Linked DNA regions of Macaca mulatta: region 1 is linked to region 2. A link is a contact called in public Hi-C data. All regions are on one chromosome and are shown on one strand. The core of a region is the stretch at or near the end of the contact, and the rest is flanking DNA. Distances in the headings are between cores, read along the strand shown.

What was found. Hi-C and Micro-C count contacts between places; a contact is called where the count stands out from the background.
Region 1: a Hi-C map of cortical neurons shows a contact between it and region 2, with 6 times the contacts expected there. The contact joins the promoter of SIK1 here to the enhancer-like site in region 2. A contact is called at or near these places in 5 of 14 Hi-C or Micro-C datasets (CD4 T cells, cortical neurons, fetal cortex germinal zone and 2 more).

The regions. Positions count from the first base shown.
Region 1 is chr3:4,105,790-4,112,663 of T2T-MMU8v2.0, reverse strand. It overlaps SIK1 (salt inducible kinase 1), which reads right to left and starts at 4,843. Exons shown (of 14, transcript XM_077995534.1): 1 at 4,722-4,843; 2 at 3,737-3,906; 3 at 3,134-3,250. The coding sequence starts at 3,892.
Region 2 is chr3:3,888,327-3,895,866 of T2T-MMU8v2.0, reverse strand. HSF2BP (heat shock transcription factor 2 binding protein) reads right to left here. Exons shown (of 8, transcript XM_077995593.1): 4 at 1,266-1,369. Among named protein-coding and RNA genes, the nearest start is that of HSF2BP, 9.3 kb to the right of the region's middle. Within about 2 kb of position 1,741, at least 7 of the 40 cell types and tissues checked have an H3K27ac peak or open chromatin away from gene starts, as enhancers often do. A contact at or near this core is called in cortical neurons and fetal cortical plate, where this site is marked.

The DNA of each region.
Region 1 (6,874 bases), core at 3,594-6,093, 210 kb before region 2:
TGAGACACCTTTGCTCTCACGAAAGGTCTAAATATGTTAGAATTCTCCTCTGTGGTCATATTTAATTCAAGTCACCTCACATACAATTTGAGAATGCTTAGGCCGGGGCATGGTGGCTCACGCCTGTAATCCTAGCGCTTCGGGAGGCCAAGGCAGGAGAATCGCTTGAGCCCGGGAGTTCGAGACCAGCCTGGTCAACATGGCAAGACCCCATCTCTACAAAAAATACAAAAACTAGCTAGGTGAGGTGGTGGGCGCCTGTAATCCCAGCTACTCAAGAGACTGAGGCAAGAGGATCGTTTGAACCCGGGAGACGGAGGTTGCAGTGAGCCGAGATCGCACCACTGTGCACCAACCTGGGCGACAGAGCAAGACTCCATCTCAAAAAAGGAGAGACAGATCTCTGAAGGCTACAGAGGAGGAGACTGCTGGAAGTTTGCTGGGCTTTATAGAAGCCTAGCAGGCAAAAGATGAGTCCAATCAATGGTCAGAGCCACCTGAGTAATAGAGAACGCACACCCCATTCCTACTCGCTTGATTGACAGGATGAATGAGGCTGTGGGAACCCAGCTTTGCCAGGTCAGCTGCAGTGGGCTGCTCAGTGCACAGCCCATCACTCAGCATGTAGCCACCCAACAACCATGCCAATATAGCCCTTCCAAGTTCATTCACTGATCAATAACTTTATTTTACTTAAAAAGAGATTTAAAAATATAACATATGTCTGTGAGTACTGAAAAATTTTGGAGAGGATGAGACAGTATATTCTTATGAAAAAAGATTTATTTGGGTTCAAAATATACAGTTATTCCTCTAAAAAAGATGCTTTGTGCTGGAGGCGGTGGCTCACGCTTGTAATCCCAGCACTTTGGGATTACCCAGGCTGATCACTTGAGGTCAGGAGTTCGAGACCAGTCTGGCCAACATGGTGAAACCCCACCTCTACTAAAAATACAAAATTAGCCAGGCGTGGTGGCCTGTGCCTGTAGTCTCAGCTACTTGGGAGGCTGAGGCAGGACAATCGCTTGAACCCGGGAGGTGGAGGTTGCAGTGAGCCGTGATCGACTGCACGACTGCCCTCCAGCCTGGGCAACAGTGAGACTCCATCTCAAAAAAAAAAAAAAAAAAAAAAAAAAGATGCTTCAAAGATTGCTGCTTTGAGTTGTAAATCTAGTAAGAAAAGTGTTCTATAAATTCTAGCAGTTTGGCAAGAATTTTAACTGCCCCGCCCCCGTGTGTGGTGGAATAACTCTAAGACCACTGCTTACCCTGTCCCCAACTGAAGAAACGGAGGAGGAGGAAAAGAATTAAAAGTCAAAGTGTTTAAACTTTTTGAAAGTCTAAAAACGTTCAGCAGGGTTCTGGGGCTCCGGCCCGCGTAATGAAAATTAGACACTAGCGGCTGGGCACGGTGGCTCACGCCTGTAATCCCAGCACTTTGGGAGGCCAAGGTGGGCCAAGATCACAAGATCAGGAGATCCAGACCATCCTGGCTAAAATGGTGAAACCCCATCTCTACTAAAAATACAAAAAATTAGCTGGGTGTGGTGGCGGGCGCCTGTAGTCCCAGCTACTTGGGAGGCTGAGGCAGGAGAATCACTTGAACCCAGGCGGTGGCAGTTGGCAGTCAGCCGAGATTGCGCCACTGCTCTCCAGCCTGGGTGACAGAGCCAGACTCCGTCTCAAAAAAAAAAAAAAAAAAAGACAGGAGGAAAGAAAAGAAAAGAAAATTAGACACTAGCGTCAAAACCAGAGGAATAAACGTCATTGCTACACCACTAAATTCTATCATCTCCAAACAGTTAAGAATCACATACAGCAGCAGTAAGAAAATGCACCTCCAGAAAAGACCTCCAGCACCAATCACACGGCAATTTGTTTCTTTAACGAGCTAATTCCACACAATGGGAAAGGAGAAGAACAGGAAGAAAAGGAAGGTACTTCCATTAGGGTTCAGGCCTTGAGCAAAGTCAGGAACAAAACCAGCTCAGCCCACTCCTGAGGAAATGGGCTGGGCACGCTGCACAGGCAGTACACCAGTACCATGGAGCACACAACTTAAAAATGACAACAGAAACAAAACACAAACCAGGTGAACACGGCATGAATTCTGTGCTTAAAGACGCTGAGCAAACTGTTGTCACAGTGAACACAAGCTCCGCCAATACCGCTACTTTTATTTTAATCTAGTGCAGAGGCTTTTGGAGGATAATTTCAAATCATAATTCTCTCTCCTACCACACTGTACACCGAGCCGTCCCAATTGCACAAACACACACAGCATCCCAGAGTCGTCTCACATTCCATTTCATACGAATCATTAAGAGGAACTTCAACCCAACACAAATGGATGAAATAGCACCTGCAAAGAACTTCTTCTGCAAGAAGACTTGATTTCACCCCTGCAAAAGTGGCCATTTATCATTAGGGAGGTGTAAATGATTGCTTTGCTGTTCTAATTAGATTAGTACTTATTTCCTCATGATATAATTTATTAATTTCAACATGAGATCAAAAATTAAGTCACAAAGTAAGTAAGTCACAAAATAAACCAACAGATAGGGCAAGGCACGTTCCTAGCGTGGATTAAATGACAAGCTCCTTACTCTTACTATGGAAAAGTATTTTCATCTCTCCGTTTTTCATGGAAGAGTTTAAATAGGGAAAACAAATGCTCTCTACTGTCCTTGCAAAAATAAACTAATGAAAACCGGTAAGAGCAGCTGGCTTTAAAGTTTAATAATTATCTGCAAAGGTAGAAGTTTCCAGTTTCACTCAAATTTGTCCTTTTATACTAAATGTGTGACCTGTGGCAATACCTACAGATGCATTTGTCTGTTTTCATAGTAAAGCAAATTTACAACAGATCTATACACATTTAAAACTGGATCAGGTTAGGATACTAAATAAAATTCCAATGAAGCAAATCTCAATTATGATCCAAAAGCAATAATTGCAAATATATCTGCACAGCCCATAAAAATCAGTCTATTTACCTTATATAACCAAATGCCCAACTTCCACACACCCCCCAAAAGGGAAGCCACCTTCAGAAATTGCAGACTTCCGTTGTTGGAAATAAAATACAACACATTTGCCAGGATTAGCAGAGAAAGGCAAGCTGACCCCTTACCTGGTAGAGCTTTATGATATGTGGATGGTTCAGAAGCTTCATCAGCTGAACCTCACGATAGATTTTCTCCAAATTGCTTGAATCTAATCGTGTTTTATCAATTATTTTTATTGCAACCTACGGATTTTAGAAAGAAAAAGGATATTTTGTTTTGTTTTGTTTTAAAAAACCCTCAACCTAATTTACACATTTCATCTTTTGCAAGTTAATTTCTCAACACTTTGTCTACAAAGGATCACAAGAAGTTGGGAAAACATAACCAAAGTAACCACTAATGTTATTTAAAATAATCCGAGTTAAGTAAGTGCATTAAGTATTTGCAGGCTCAGTTTACAGGGCTTAGCTCTGAGTCCATGAACCACTGCCCTCTCAGGTTGGTCCTTTTTTTGCCATTATCCTCTCTGCTTTCTCCCAATATATGTGCAAATTATGCAGCAACATAAAGCATTTTTTTTCTTTACCGAACTAAAAACGATTACTGTTCACCCACCACGACAATCAAGCCTGCAGCACTGAATCCACATGGGGTCCACCCGCCAAGGGTCGGTCGCCCCAGCCCCAGTGGGAAGGCCCCGCCGGCTGGGTCCCGCTCCCCCCACGCACCTGCGTTTTGGTGACTCGATGCCGCGCCAGCTTCACCACCGCGAAGTTGCCTTTGCCCAGGGTCCGCTCAATGTCGTAAAAACCCACCCGGAGGGGTTTCTGCAGGCCCTGACCCTGGCCCGCCGGGTCCGCGCTGAACTCCGACATGATAACCATGGCTCCGCGCGCACCTGCGGGGCCGCACAGAGCTCAGAGCCCACCAGCGCCCCCGCCGCTCGCGGTCGGCTCCACCCGTGCCCGCGGAGCCCCCAGTCCCTACGGGACGCGGGGACCTGCTCCCACGCCTGTCGCCCTCACTCTATCCACGGACCCCTCCCGCCCCTTGGGAAGTGTGGAACCGCCCCCGCCTCCCGCGGTCCGCTCCACCCGGACCCGCGACCCTCTGAGCCCCGCGGGGCGCGCGGACCCGCTCCCAAACCCGCCCCCGCCGCCCGAGTTCGGTTCCGTCCCGATCCCGGGACCCCCTGAGCCCTGCTTCCACACTCGCCTCCCACCGCCCGCTGTCGGTTCCGTCCCCACCCCCGACCCCTTAGCACCTCTGGGCGCGGACCCGCTCCCACACCCGGCCCTGCCGCCCGAGGTCGGCTCGATCCGGATCCCAGGACCGCCCCTAGCCCCGCTCCCACACCCGGCCCCCGCCGCCCGCGATCCGTCCCGTCCCCACCCCCGACCTCCCAGGCACCTCGGGGTTCGCGGACCCGCCCCCCACACCCGGTCCCTCCGCCCGCGGTCGGCTCCAACCCTACCCCCGGCTCCCCAGCCCCCGAACCCCGCGGACCCACTCCTACTCCGGCCCCCGTAACAAAGGGGAGCCCGAGGGCAGCGGGGCCGCCAACACCGCCCGCGACCCCCCGCGCGCGCACGGCCGGGGACCCTGCGCGGTGGCCGCAACCCCGAGCCCCGGCCCGGCGACAGCGCGGAGCCCCCACGGCGGCCACCTCCGCCCGCCCGGAGCCCGCCGCTGCCGCCGCTGCCGCCGCCTCACCTCAGCCGCCCCCGGAGCGCCCAGGCCAGGAAGCCGCCCGCTCGGCCGCTCGCGCTGCTCGGGCGCCTACTGCTCCGGCCGCCGCCGCAGCTGCTGCCGCCTCCGGGTCCGCGCCGCATGTCAGCCCGAAGCCGCCGCGCTCCGCCGCACGCGGCGCCCGGCCCCGCCCCGGCCCGCCCCGGCCCGCCCCCCGCAGGCCCCGCCCCCTGCCCCGCCCCCGCCGCCCGGGCGGGGGCCGCCCATTGACGTCGCTTTGACGCCAGAGCGACGCGCGGCCGAGCGCCGGGAGGAGGGAGAGCGGGAGATCGGGCGGTTGCCAAGAGACTGGCGGCTCTGACGCGCGCGGGATGAGGCCGTTGCCCTGGCGACCGCGGGCCGGTGACGTCAGGGGCGCCCGCCGCCCGAGGCCCGCCCGCCTGTGCTCCGCCGGGCGCCCCCTCCCGGGCGCTGGGGGCACTGCGGGCGGCCCCACCGCCGCGGGCGCGCCCGCTCCTCCACGCGCGGGGATTCGGGCCGGGCCCCGCGGGCGCCTTATGCTCGCTCCCTCCGGGATGGGATGGCTCTCGGGCAGGGGTCGCCGGCCCCTCCACGTGACCCGCGTTCGTCCCGGCTCGGAGCCTCCGGACGTGTGGGGGCCCGGGGACCTCGCGGGCTCGCGCGTGGGGCTGGCGGCGCAGAGGCCCCAGGGCGCTGCAGGGCGCGGGGCCACGCGAGGCGCCCGGCCACACCCAGGACGCCCTAGGCCCCGAGAGGCCGCTTGCCCTCGGGGACGTCAGCCGCTTTTGCTGTTATAATCTCACATGTTCAGCAAGTTAGAAACTTGAAACCTAAGGAAGCGTGGCCGGCCGCTCTGGAAGCCCAGCCGCGCAGCCGGTCCCGGCCCCGGCCCTCAGCGGCGCTGGCGTCTGCGCGCCCCGGGGCTGCTCCCGCAGCATATGGGGCTGGGACCCTGGGCCCGCGCGGGCCCGAGCGGACGCTGCGGGCGGTGACAGAGCCAGGCCGGCCGCCTGGGGAGGGGACGGGGACGCGGGACCACTTCCCTGCCCGCGGCCGCTGCCTCATCCGAACGTAAAACGTTTTCTCCAGGGCAGACAGAGGCTATGGGCGAAGGTATTTTTTAAGCCTGAGGACACAGTTGGGAGTTAGATTCTGGATCGCGCCTAGGGTCACTTTTCCTTGTGTTAAATAACACTACTTCACAGAAGGGGGAACGAGAATTCAGGGAAGTTGGCACAAAACTTGGAACCCTTCTCGGGAGGCTTTCCTGCCTGGGCGGACGCCTGGGAGGAGGGCCCGGAGAAACTAGGATGAGCTTCTCCTGATTCGCCCCGGCAGTCTGACTACAGATTTCCCAATCGCCCCCCCCACCCCCCCACACACACGGGGGTTGTTTGGGAGTCATTTGGTTTTCAAAGGCTTTCAAGGAAATGAAGAGTCCCAAAGTTTCCCTTAATCCTTCAAAGTGCTTTTTCCTTTGTCCCAGGTTTATACACCAAGTATACAGGGGAATGTTTTTAGTTCCTTTCAGCTGAACAGTTGACATCTGCCTTTTTTTCTTCTGGAGGCCCCAACACCCTGTTAATCTCCTAGGAGAGCTAAACAAAAACAAGGCTGGACGCCGTGGCTCCCGCCTGTAATCCCAGGGCTTTGGGAGGCTGAGGCAGGAGGATCACTTGAGCTCTGGAGTTTGAGACCGGCTTGGACAACATAGCAAGACCTCGCCTCTATAAAACATTTAAAAAATAGCCAGGTGCGGTGGCGCAGGCCTGTGGGGCCAGCTACTTGGGAGCCTGAGGTGGGAGGATGGCTTGAGCCTGGGAGATTGAGGCTGCAGTGAGCTGTCATTGCACCACTGCACTCCAGCCTGAGCAAGAGAACAAGGCCCTGTCTCAAAAAAGAACAAAGATAAAAGGCGGGGTGGGGGAGAAACCAGGCCCCTGATCACACTCACCATTCAGTCCCTCAGCCTGTGACTTAAAATATCTGCCCCCCTCATACAGGAACCAGGCTTCCCCACCCCTCCCACCCTAGCCAGCGTCTTCCAAAAGGTCTTAGGTATTTGCAAACACCTGGCTGGCTGTTTGGAAACAGTTCATCAGCACCAAATAAAAACTGCAGCCAAACCTGCCTCCGCAGAACAGGTCCCCACACTC
Region 2 (7,540 bases), core at 492-2,991:
TTTTTTTTTTTTTTTTTTTGAGATGGAGTCTCGCTTTGTCATCCAGGCTGGAGTGCAGTGGCACGATTTCGGCTCACTGCAACCTCCACCTCCCGGGTTCAGGCAATTCTCCTGCCTCAGCCTCCCAAGTAGCTGGGATTACAGGCACCTGCTACTATGCCCGGCTAATTTTTGTATTTTTAGTAGAGACCGGGTTTGATCATGTTGGCCAGGCTGGTCTCGAACTCCTGACCGCAAGCGAACTGCCCACCCTGGCCTCACAAAGTGCTGGGATTACAGGCTTGAGCCACTGCACTTGGCCTGTTAGTACCATTATTATTCAAAACAAAAATATATCCAGGCCCCAAATTTTATAAAGAGTGTCGGAATATTTCTAGTTGTATGGAAAAGGAAGTTATGCCACACAAAAAGTTAAGCAATTTTTAAGAAATATTAGTTTATCTAATATTTATATAAAATATAACTGGCTAAAATATAATAATCCCCAAATTAATTACATGTACTTCTGATTTAATACACCTATCTCCAACTATAAGATATTATGTACATTTTTTTCCCTCAAGATTCTTATTGCTATGGTTTGGATGTGGTTTGTCCCCATCTAAACCATGTTGAAATTTGATCCCCAATGTGGCACTCTTGAGAGGTGGGGCCTAGTGGGAGGTGTATGGGTCATGGGAGTGGATTCCTCATGAATCGATTAATGTGCTCTCTGGAGGGTGAGTGAGTTCTTGCTCTCACAGGAATGGATTAGTTTCCCTGAGAGCAGGCTGGTAAAGAGTCTGGCTTCCTCAGTTTCTCTCTCTTGCTTTCTCTCATCATGTGATCTCGTCACACAGCCCGCTCCCCTTCTGTCATCATTTGAAGCAGCCTGAGGCCCTCACCAGAAAAAGATGCCCAATCTTGAACCTTCCAGCCACCAAAATCTCGACATAAATAAACCTCTTTTCTGTATAAGTTACTCAGTCTCAGATATTTTGTTACAGCAACACAAAATGAACTCAGATAATTATGAACCTTTATGTTGTAGGGCAGATTTTTAAACATAAAAGTTAAAACATACCAAGTGAATAACCTATGTGTTAAATGTTTACAAAATCCATCTGTTCAACTACATTCCAACACACTCAGAATACACACATTTACAAATACAATTTATTGAGGATTAAGAGTAAAAAATTCAGACCCACTGCTTATCATAAGTGAAAGGCTGTAAACCAATCCCACTTTCTGGCATGGTGAGAGCCTGTCCCTAAGCATGGTACCTTCTTGTCTCTTATGCTGTCGGCCTGCACGGTTTCCAGGCGGGCTTTAAAGTGCTCACAATCCATTTTCAGCTGCTCTAGTTCTTGCTCTTTCCTTTCCAGGTCTAGGAGAAAGAGACATAAAACTTCTTAAGATATTTCAAGTCACTAATCTCTCCCTAAGCACCTATTTTGCCCAGTCTTGACTTATTAAAACATGCACTAATTACTTAGGTAAGAACATCTGCATTTCTTGACTTCTAACCTGTTCTTGAATAATCAATATTCTAAAAGTCTTGTTCTCTAAATTCATCTCAGTTTTTAGCCCATAGCACAAAGGACTTTGGTTTTCTGTTCTGTGTTTTTAAGGCTTCGCTTTACTGCCAGACAGTACTCAAGGCTTCAAGAAAATGTGTTATTTAAAGGATTGAAGGCAGAGCTGAGAAGCCCGACTGTCTCATGGCACAGACTTGTCGCTACTCCATGAAAAGCAGAAGGCAGCTCAGGGAGTGCACGGCGCCAGCACAGGCTGATTCACAAAGCTAGTGTCACCCACTGGCAGACTGACTCAATGGGAACAACTGCAGTAGTCGGCACTGGAGGAGGGAAATAACAGTGATAAAAAAGAGAAAATGCTAGAGTGAAAGAGTGGGAACTACATAGTACTTCCTCTCCACCACATTCATTTAGTTGATGAGTCAACAACAACCAACAAAAATCCCAAAAAAATCCATGTCAATAAACCAAGCAAAAGCATTATCAACTTTAAATTTAAAATATTATGTTGCAGAAATACTGACATTCAAAAAAATCAAATACATAATACAAAGTTTTAAGTGTTTGATCTCAAGAGCTAGGAAATCATCAGTTTTTATGCCAACATATACCAAGATTTGAGGGTGCTAAGAGCTAATGGTCTAACTTCTCTGATTAAAGTAGCAATGCTTTAGGACAGTGATTCTCAAACTTTAGTGTACATCAGAATCCCTGGAGGACCTGATAATACAGTGTCGGCTGGGTCCCACCCAGTTTCCAATTTGGAACCCCTGAGGTGAGCCTGAGAATTTACATTTCTAACAAGTTCCCAGGTAAGACTCATGCTGCCTGTCTGGGACCCACATTTTAAGAACTACTTCTGGGCAATAACCTGGTCTCTCATCACCAATTAAATAAAATGAACATGCAACACATGACCAGCAACAGCAAACAAGGGAATCCATCCACAGGAATGTGAAAGAGCAAAAAAAAATGAAGAGTAATGGAAGGCAGCTACCTATTATTTGTCACATGAAGGAATTTCACTTCTTTACACATTCCCTCTCCTAATCCTTGAACCGAGAAAAACACAAGGCAACTCTGCTTATCTGTCTCATTCTTATACTCTCACTTGGGATGAGTGAGAAAGCCTCAAAGAGCCAGGCGCCTGGAAAACGGAACATTACTCCACCCTAGAGGAGAAAAAGCTCACAAACACTTCCTCAATTATGTGCAAACAAACGAGAAGGGGTAGGGCTTTCGAATCTAGGGATCCGAGAGGACAAGAGGAAGCCCGAATAAGAAACTTATGGGGACTGCTTAGAACACATGTGTATCCCCAAAGCCCTAAAGGAAACTTTAATAAAGGAAGGAAGAAATAAAGCTAGTCTCTAAATTTTCTAGAGACCCTGTCCCAGAAGAAAGATTAGAACCTAAAAGTAAATATTCAGACCAGCTAAACAGTATACAATTGGCTGGCAAAGCTTCTTATAAAATATGTTTCTCAGGGGCCAGGCTCGGTGGCTTACACCTGTGTAATTCCAGGGCTTCGGAAAGCCGAGGTGGGAGGATCGCTTGAGGCCAGGAGTTCGAGACCAGCCAGGGTAAGAACCCCATCTCTCAAAAAAAAAAAAAAGTGTTTCTCAGAAATAGAGCAAAGTGCCATTGGACTATATCCTCTCCCTCAAATCACAGTTTCATCTTCTGCTCTTTTAAGAAATATTATGCCACAATGACTTTTACTGGAATTCTTGATTTTATCCTAATCCTGGCCAAAAAAATCAACTAGCAAGCACTATGCTTTAAAAACTACATACTTGTATTATTTGTAACAATGTCAAATGGAAATACATTATTTATACACATACACACTACAATCATCATATATGAAATACCACCTACAGTCATAGACAAAAAAGAACAAACTGAAAAACTAAGACGAAATTTCTGTGATTTAAAATTTTTCTTTGCATTTAACTGTTAAATTTGGCTTCTACTATTAAACTATATATTACTCAAACATGATAAAGGAGATAGGAAATCTCTACAAGCCTTATGTATAAAAACCTGTGGGAATTAACTGTGACCACCCAAAAGGGCTCTCTTGCATTATGGTAATTTCATAATCACTTGTTCTAGACAGCTGTACGCAACCCTAGTGTAAGTTAACACACCAAAAGGACAGGGTTAAAACATCCGACTCTAGGACTCTACGGTAGGCAATCTCAGAATTCCGGTCAGTCAGGGAGGCCACACCCATCCACGCTAGGCTCCTGGGGAGGTGGCAAGTGCCCTTCTGCTGTGTGAGGCCGCCGCCTTGTGGCCAGATGGGAACATTGCTGCTGCCTTGGAACACAACTCTGACCTTGCATTTTCAACTTGGCCCGCTGTGTGCCTGCTACCTAAAAGCACCCTGAAGGCAGGGATTTGCATACGTTTTCTTCTATGCCTACCCTCCAAATGTCTATATGGAACATAGTAGGCAATACAAAAATATTTGTCACATAAATTTATTTCACTTCTTTATACATTCCTTCTGCTAATCTTTGAACCAATAAAAACACACAGCTACTTTGGTTATCTGTATGTCTCATTCTTACACAATAAGAATATATTACTTTTGTAATTTTTTTAAACCCAAGAGACAGAAATAATATGAACAGTGAATATTACAAACAACCTAAATCATAGACCATTAAAACATCTATGTATCTTCTGAAACAACCTTTATTTATTTTTTTTTTTATTTTTATTTTTGAGACGGAGTTGCTCTGTTGCCCAGGCTAGAGTGCAGTGGGGAGATGGCACGATCTCAGCTCACTGCAACCAACATCTCCCAGGTTCAAGCGATCCTCCCAACTCAGCCTCCTGAGTAGCTAGGGCTACAGGCACCCGCCACCACGCCTGGCTAATTTTTGTATTTTTAGTAGAGATGGGGTTTCACCATGTTGGCCAGGCTAGTCTTGAACTCCTGACCTCAAGTGATCAGCCCATCTTGGCCTCCCAAAGTGCTGAGATTACAGGCGTGAGCTGCTGCAAGCAGCCGATAATCATTTCTTAATACAGGTCTAATAACATGAGAATGGCTGTATCTCTTAATACTCAACTTATTCACAGGGAGGGTACAGAAAGCTAGAAATGAAAAGAAGGGTTTCTAAAACACTAATCAAAGAAAACTGCACAAACGGCATCAATTTATCTATTTCTTTATCACCTGGTATGTGAGGTTGGGAGTTCAAGAGCAGCCTAGACAACATGGTGAAACCCCATCTCTACTAGAAATACAAAAATTAGCCCAGCATGGTGGTACATGCCTATAGTCCCAGCTACTCGGGAGGCTGAGTTGTGAGGACTGCTTGAACCTGGGAGGCAGATGTTGCAGTGAGCCAAGATCATGCTATTGCACTTCAGCCTGGGCGACAGAGCAAGACTTCATCTCATAAAAAAAAAAAAAAAAAAAAAAAAAAACTAAGATCAATCTTGAACTCAAATTAATTCTGTTGATTTCCCAAACCAGAGTCAGGGAACTTTGCTTTCCATTCACTGACACACATACATGACATGAATAGTAGGGTGGTCAGGGGTGATATTCAAGCACTACACGCCTCTTCCCCCTCCATCTTGACCACCTTTCCACCTCCTCTGTCCATAAGCTCCCCAAGTGTTTTTTTCTCTACTTTCCTGTGTTCTAGACAATCTCCACCCTGATCTGTGCCCCAAGAGGCGGATGTGAAGTCCCATAGCAACAGGGCTCCCTCGTCCTATGGCTTCCTGTTGGATGCAGTAGCAGCCCTGCAGGAAACTGGAGGACAGGAGGAGATGACTAAGGGTGGGACCTGTCTCCCCACTCCATCCTCCCTGCTGGGCTTCATCCTTCTGGGTGAGGCCACAGGTGCTGTCAAGCATCTTGTCCAGAGCAACGCCTCTCACCAAGTCTGGTACCTCTCTCCCTTCTCCTGCTCCTTCAACCTAGGGGAGGCGATGGCGCTCCACTCGTCAGTTCCTGGATGCTTCTTTCTCCAGGCACTGGTTCCCTGAACCCTGATCACACTTTAATCTCTTCACTTTACTGTTTACTCCTTTTGTTCCCTGCCAAGATATGGATGTGACAAACTCTTGATGTTCTTTCATTTGGGCCACAATAAACTCTGAGTCAAAGTAATAATCCTTTTTTGGTGCTCACTCTTTGGTTCCACTCTTCATGGACATTTCTCAAGTTCTTATTTCTACAGACTACAAATAATTCTTCCCAGAACTGAAATGGGGGTACCTCATATCAAACTCTGTAAATTAATCTCAAAATATCCTACAAACACTTTAGAAATAACATAGTGCAGTGGTTTTCAAATCCTACTGCTAAGAATCTAACAGTACCCGGGGAACAATTACAGTCTCATAAACATTTAATTAATACCCTATTTTACAATGTTATTTAAACTTTTTATTTGGAAGTAATTTCAAATTCACAAAAACTAATACAGAAAAAAAAATGCCCATATATCTCTTTACCCAGACTTACCTACCATTAACATTTTGTTTGCCTCATTTGCTCATCATTTATTTATTTAATTTAAAAAAATTTTTTTTTAGAGATGGAGCTTCCCTCTGTTGCCCAGGCTAGAGTACAGTGGCACGATCTCGACTCATTGTCACTTCTGCCTCCCGGGCTCAAGCGACTCTCTTGCCTCAGCCTCCTGAGTAGAGTAGCTGAGATTACAGGTGTGCTGACCGCACCTGGCCTTTTGTTTGTTTTTGTTTTTTGGGAGTTTGCTTTTTTTTTTTTTGAAAAAAAATGTTAAATACAAAAATGAGCCGGGCATGATGGTGCACACCTGTAGTCCCAGCTACTCGGGAGAGGGAGAGGGAAGGGAGAGGGAGGGGGAAGGGAGAGGGAGGGGGAAGGGAGAGGGAGGGGGAAGGGAGAGGGAGGGAAGGGAGAGGGAAGGGAGGGAGAGGGAAAGGAGGGAGAGGGAAGGGAGGGAGAGGGGAGGGAGAGGGAAGGGAAGGGAGAAGGGAGAAGGAAGGAAGGAAAAGAGAGAAAGAAAGAAGGGCATGCAGATGCAGTAGGGTGCTCCCTATAATCAGCCAGGGAGATAATGATAGACAAAATCAGGGGCCCTGCACTCCCAACAACTTATAAAGTAAAATGGAAATAAAACCATGTGTCTGAAGGAGAAGCATAGGGTACCATGACAACATTTCAAAGGAAGACGGATCACATCAAGGTAGTCAGATTAGGCAGTGACTCTGGGCCAAGGCTGTGCCCAGTAATATAAAGGTTTTTAAGCTGTAGCATGGTTTTGTTTAGGTTTTTGGATGATAGTGAGTTTGGGTGGGTTTTTTAGGTTTTTGTTCTTTATCGGAAAAACAAAGAGAAGCTTCTGAAGACTTACGCAGGTGAATAGCATCATCGGATTGAACTGTCACAAACTACTCAGGCTACAGTGTATCCGAGTGACTGGAGAGTGGCAGTGAGGAGACTGCCAGTGGAAGACAGAACACAGCAGTGGAGACAGACGCAGGCTGATGATTCAGGATGCATCCATGAAGTAACACTCACAAGACTTACCAGTGGACAGGTTTCATGGGGAGTGGTGAGGAAGAGAGACAGGTAACAAGGAAGACTCCTGGGTCTCTAGTCTGGGTGGGGTGCTCTGAGGAGACTGAGACAGGCCAGTGTAAGACAGGGGCAGAGGATGGATAGCATGAGGCAGACATGACAACAGGAAGTAAACATTAGCCTGCACCGAGAAAGCAATAGTCTGTCCTGACTTCTGTCCGGCTGGAATAACACACACAGATAAAGTCGGGTGCCAAGTTAACAGAAAATATCTCTCAAAGACGATGCAACCGTAAAGTGTCATAATGACCTCTTCTTCGAATGACTGCCTACTTCTTATTCACCGAGAAGCCTGATTCTGTAAAATACCAGACTCGCAGAAATTTGGTTGTTTGAAATTATACAAGAAAGAAGATCCCACTCTTGCCTGCAGGATCTAAGTCACTGTGACACAGAAAAGAACCCTATTTCCAGCTACTGC